Regions from separate parts of the Pan troglodytes genome. Here region 1 is linked to region 2. Evidence: chromatin contacts called from public capture Hi-C data. All regions are on one chromosome and are shown on one strand. Each heading gives the region's core, a stretch centred on a gene start, on an enhancer-like site or on the middle of the called end of the contact. The rest is flanking DNA. Distances are from core to core; before and after follow the strand shown. Region 1 has its middle 8.8 kb from the start of NEUROG1. Region 2 has its middle 14 kb from the start of TIFAB.

Region 1 (2,700 bases), core at 106-2,605, 74 kb after region 2:
CCTAGGGGCAGTGAAGAATTACAACATACATGAATTATTAGTACTCCCCTCGAGTTAAAGGGGGAGGAAAGCGCCTCATTTTCTATGCCCCCAAGGGACGGACCGAGCGGGCAGCCTCTAAACAATGTATTTATCACTTTGCATCTCTTTGGGACGCCGGCCGCGCCCCCACCCTTGCCGCTGCCACTTCGGTTTTGCTCCGGCTGGGGAGACCCGGCGTTTCTGGATTTCTTTTATGCAGCCACAAATAAAAGCTCCTAGGCTGGAAGAAGGGGATTTCCCCCCAAGTCTTGAGCAAACGACCCTAGCGCCGTGGCTCTTCCTACGGCGGGGGCCTCGGAGAACCCGGCGGGGCGCGCGGGGGGACGCGTGGGCACTGCCGCGTGGGCGCCCTGACCTCGCGCCCGCGTGGAGCGAGAGCCGGGACTCTGGGCCAGCAAGTTCCAGTTCCCCGATGGGGCCGGCTCGCCGCCGGAGCCGCGTGACGGGATTAGGGCCGCACGAGAGGCGACCGCGCCGCGGCCTCCAGCCACGTGAGCACAGACACAGCTTCAAACGTCCCCAACGCACTAATCCTTGTTATCCGGCAGGATGACCGCGGCCGCGCCAGCACCCGGCCTGCCTCCTCCGTCTGGCTGCGGGCGGGGAGTTCGCCTGGCTCCCGAGCCCCAGACACGGATTTGGGGCCTGCGATGACGATCTACCCCACACCATCCACATTCCTGGGACCCTCGGGGCAAGGTCCTACAGTCCTTGGTGACCACCGCGCCTGCAAAAAGCGGTGGGAAAGTTGTTACGCTTAGAAAACTACCAACACGCGCATGCCTGTAATCCCAGTTACTCGGGAGGCTGAGACAGGAGAATCGCTTGAACCCGGGAGGCGGAGGTTGCAGTGAGCCGAGATCGCGCCACTGCACTCTAGCCGGGGAAACAAGAGCGAAACTCCGTCTCAAAACAAAAACAAAAACCAAAACCAAAACAAAACAAAACCTGCCGCCGCTCCGGAAGAGCTGGGATGGAGAATAAGGATGAATTCTGGAGGGAAATCCGGCAAAACGGGCATTGGCACTAAAATAGGACATTCGTTAAGGAAAAAACAAAGATGGCTGAAGAATGGAGTATGGCTGAAAAAAGCCCACTGGAGAGGTGCTGATAGTCCCCTCTGGGCGCCTTCCGAGGTTGGGAGGGCATTCTGGCCCCCGCCCCTCCCCGCCGCAATCTGTCGGGACCCGTCGGGTTTCCATATGAAGGGTCGAGCCGGCGCCTTGGGAGCGCTGAATGGCCGCTCGCGGTCCGGCGGGCGCGCACGCCCCGGGGCCCGGGCTGGATTTGGCCGCATTTGCATAGCAGGTGCTGATGCTTGTCCATTCTTACTTAAAGAAGTTTTAATATGGGATAAATTACCAGGAACTAGGAGCTGACGTGGGCGGGAAAAAAGGAATCGTGTCGCCAGCCAGTCTTCTTACCGCTGCCTGGCCTGGAAGGATAGGAGGGGCAAGGAGAGAAATGCGAAGTAAGATTCGATTTTAAAAGTCGTCACCTTAAGAAGCTATAGCCTCTCCCCGTATTGCCCCAAAAGGAGTAAAGAGAAGACAGGAGGGAACTTTAATCAATTTGATTTTAGAATCTGTTTTGCCGCGAGTAAAGCAGTAATCCCAGGGATAGTAATACGATTAACCAGAGATCTTTGAGTCAGAAAGTCTGGCCGAGTTTAAAATGTTAATCCCGGCCCTAATCCGCCCCGTTGGCGGGGGTGGAAGTGCTGCACCACAAGGAGAGATTGTGTTTTCTTCCCCTGCTCTTAAAGAAACATCCGCGAGGTCCGCACCGGCCCACTTCTAGATCAGGACGAATTCCTTCCCTGGAGTGCGCTCCCAGGGCTGGCGGCCTCAGGGCTACCGGGGGTCAGGGCGTGCTCTGGATAGGTTTCTCTCCCAGGGAAACCAGGCCCCTGTGGCTGCCTGGGGATGGCGGTGGCCTCCGGGTTAATTCCAAGTGTTTGGAATCTTGCAAAGGCTTGGAGCAAAATGGAGTTTCAAAGTGGTGGGATTTTGAAGAGATAGAGGCTGGGGTGGCTTTCATGGCCCTGCCCCCCAAATCCCCTTTAAACTGGACACATGCGTATCCTCAGGGACAATCTGGTTTTTAAGGTTTTCAGGGTCTTGGGGACTGGAGAAGGGGAATGGCGACCGCACACTCCAGCTGCCAGAGTGTGCATCTGCTTATTGGCTTCACGGGAGAAATGTCTGTAGTCTGGGGACCCCTGAGAAATCTCCAAATACTTGTGGCCCGCGAGGGGGCCAGGGTGAGGAGAGGTGGACTTAGCCTGAGCACTGCTATCCCAGGGTCTCCATACTAACATGCTGTCAGACTCATGGAGCCAACAGACCACCTGCTCTCTGAGGGGTCAAATACTGAGGCTCTTAATTCCTTTGCCCTCTGGCGCAGGACCCTTCCTCCTCCCCTCCTGGGCCCACACACTGCTTTTTAGGGTTCAGCCTTCTCTGGTCGCTGGTGGTTCCTCTCTTCTGGCCCAGTTTGACAACACTTTGGGGCGAGTTCGCACCTGGATCTTGCGGCAGGCCTCTAACTTGCCCCAAGTGCTTCCCAAGGCCTGCTTTCCCTGGAAGGCAGTGTGAGATGCCCAAATGGACCATATGGTTTAGAGCGAGAGCCTTGGAGCCTACAGACAATGGGAAA
Region 2 (2,700 bases), core at 3-2,502:
TCTCAGAAAGCTGGAGGAGTGTGTCGTTGGAGAAGAGGGCCATATGGTTGGGGCAGTCCCTCTTCGAGGGGATGCTAACCCCTTTGTGGGCTGTGGTTTCAGGACTTTGAGCCTAGTCGCACCCAGGAGCTAGTTTGCAGATTTCCATCATGCTCTGTTGTTCTCTCCTAGTATTATCCCAGTCAGGTCTGGTCCTACTTTGCTTTAAGATGTAGCAGCAGTCTTGACCACGTGTGAGCCGAAGCATTCTGGGGAGCAGTGGGGCCTGGGAAAACTTGTTATGAGATGTCGAGAGATCACCCGAGATAAGGAGAGTGGGGAGCTTGAGTCAGGAGGTGAGATGAGGGAATACCAGCCACAAGCTGGTATCGCCAGGGTGGGCAAGCTCAACCTGTTGATTCCCAGGGCACAGAGGGAGGGGAGCTGGATGAAAGTTGGCCATACGATGACCAAGGAGGATGAAGGCTGGGTCTCTTCTGCTATCGGACACTAAAGGGCAGCCAGACCCTTGGGAACAGTGGGTGTCTGGCATCTGGGTTACATCTGGCTTACATCCTCCTAACTATCCTACCATGGGGTACTATCATGGGGCTTGTTTTACAGATGGGGAAGCTAAGGCGCAGAGAGTAACTTGCTCTCAGTCACACAGCTGGTAAGTGGCAGAGTTGGTATGTCCACTGGGTCTGACTAACCCCAGCCCCTGCTGGTCCCCCAGGGAGCAGGCCCTTGCCCCGGTTCTGCAGGAACTGCAGTCATTGGCTCCTGCTCAAAGCCTCCCAATAAAGAGAATTTGGGGGAAATCCCTTCCGCAGGAGAAGCTGGTGAAAGACAAGCCCCCTTCCTGGATATTCTCAGCACAATTCAGGACTTGCTAATTACTCCTGGGCCCTACCTTTCTCTTCTCAAGTAGGCGGCAAAGTTTACTGGTGATTGCGAAGTGATTGCAGAGCGGTTGGAGAGTGAATGGATCCGGAGCAGCGTAGCAAACAGCGCAGTCTGGAGGGCTCCATCCCGCCGCAGGGCCAAGGCCTTTCCTGCCAGTCTGACGAACTGCCGGTAGATGGCACTCTGAACCCGTTCCCCGGCCCCCTCCACGCCCTGGATCCGCCGTCTGCGCCGGTGCGGGACTCCCCGGGAAGCGCCTGCGATTTCAGAGCAAGAGCTGTTTCTGCACTGCTCCAGTCCTGCATTTAACAGACGCTTATGGAGCACCTGCTGAGTACCAGGGTGTGTCCTGTGTGCTGGGTGTTCAGCCTTCCTGGGAGAGGATATACAAGGCCATCGCAGGGCCACTGCAACTCAGTGTGACCGCAATTAGGACCGGAGAGCACTTGATTTCGAAACTGCGCCTTCTGGAAGAAGATTTCTAAACTTGCGCCTCCTGGGAAGAAGGCTAGAGTTAGTGTTGCCGCAGGGCTGTGCCTCAGACGACCAGGCACGACCAAGCACACAGGTGGTGCTCAAGAAATGAATGGGAGTAGATGAGGGCATTCTGGAGACTGCATGGAGAGCCAGGGCCTGCCGCAGCAGCAGCACCAGCAGTGGCGATGGCAGCAGCGGGGTCGTTTCCAGGGGACTTGTTCTTTCCGGTTGCACCTCTAGGCTCTGCGGAGTTTAACGACGAAGCTCAGCCTGGGCACCTTCTCTGGAAGATGGGTGCCCTAGCTCTGAGGGCGTCCGCCGCAGCCAGGCCTCAGGGCTGGCCCGGGCCTCTGCAGGGAGCTCCAGCTGCAGGGAGCCCCCAGAGGAAGCAGGGGCGGCAGGGAATGAGTGGAGGGGGGTGGGGTTGCCAGAAAGAGGGAGGTGCTGTCTGCATTCAGTACCGATCAGGTGGCTGGCACCTTACTGAGCCTGAACGATGAGCGCTGTCTCCTACGCTGTCCTCACAGCAACCCTTTCCAGAGACGTTCTCGTCCTCGTTAGGCATATGGGATAATGGAGGTTCAGAGAAGGCAAATCTCAGGCATGAGACGAGTGACCCATCAGGAGAAGCTGAGCTGTGAGCACAAGGAGTAGGGTGCGTGGAGAAGAGCAGGGTCAGGCCCCTCCTTTGCTGGTGATAGAGAGGGGGCCTGTTGTGGGCCGCTTGTGAACATATCAGTGCAAAGAAGCCTTCCACAGCAGCAAGCGAACACCCTCCCGGAGTCAGGCCAGCTCCTGAGCACAGGCGCCACCAGGCTCCACCCGACTCAAGCCCCCAGATCGGCTCTCATTTCCCAACGGAGTGCCTGGCTACCCAGGCTCATGGCCTCCGGGGACCACAGGACAGAAAGTGCAGAGGGTAGGGTGGGGAGGAGGGTCAGTAGGAGGCCTCCTCTTAGGACCTGCAGTGCTTCCGGGCCTCACATAGGGTCATCCACCTTGGAAGGCTCCTGCAATGTCGTTGGCCTGGTTTCTGGTTGAAGTAATGTGTACGGCCTGATTCTGAGCCCAAGTCAACCAATGATGACTGCAACCCACACCATCTCTAAACTCCACTCCCAAGAAACTTCTCAAGAAAAAAACACCGGCTGCTTGAATACTCTCCTAGGCGCACTTCATCCCCTTTTTCTTTTTTTTCTTCCTTCAAATAGTTCATTATTTTGCATGGAGATTTTGCTTTTCTTTGACTATTTTTTTTCATATATAACCTGATAAAAGGGCTCCCGTTATTTCAGAATATATTCTGGGCCCTATTCTGTGCTCAATTACACACCATCT

Evidence for each region. Capture Hi-C pulls out chosen DNA fragments and counts their contacts.
Region 1: a capture Hi-C map of stem cell-derived neural stem cells shows a contact between it and region 2, with 6 times the contacts expected there. The contact joins two enhancer-like sites. A contact is called at or near these places in 5 of 7 Hi-C or Micro-C datasets (blood, induced pluripotent stem cells, a lymphoblastoid cell line and 1 more), 1 of 1 datasets of contacts at active chromatin or transcription factors (stem cell-derived excitatory neurons) and 1 of 1 other capture datasets (stem cell-derived neural stem cells).

What each region holds. Positions count from the first base shown.
Region 1 is chr4:133,278,351-133,281,050 of NHGRI_mPanTro3-v2.0_pri, forward strand. No RefSeq gene overlaps it. Among named protein-coding and RNA genes, the nearest start is that of NEUROG1, 8.8 kb to the left of the region's middle. Within about 2 kb of position 1,356, at least 4 of the 24 cell types and tissues checked have an H3K27ac peak or open chromatin away from gene starts, as enhancers often do. A contact at or near this core is called in stem cell-derived neural stem cells, where this site is marked.
Region 2 is chr4:133,204,204-133,206,903 of NHGRI_mPanTro3-v2.0_pri, forward strand. No RefSeq gene overlaps it. Among named protein-coding and RNA genes, the nearest start is that of TIFAB, 14 kb to the left of the region's middle. Within about 2 kb of position 1,253, at least 6 of the 24 cell types and tissues checked have an H3K27ac peak or open chromatin away from gene starts, as enhancers often do. A contact at or near this core is called in stem cell-derived neural stem cells, where this site is marked.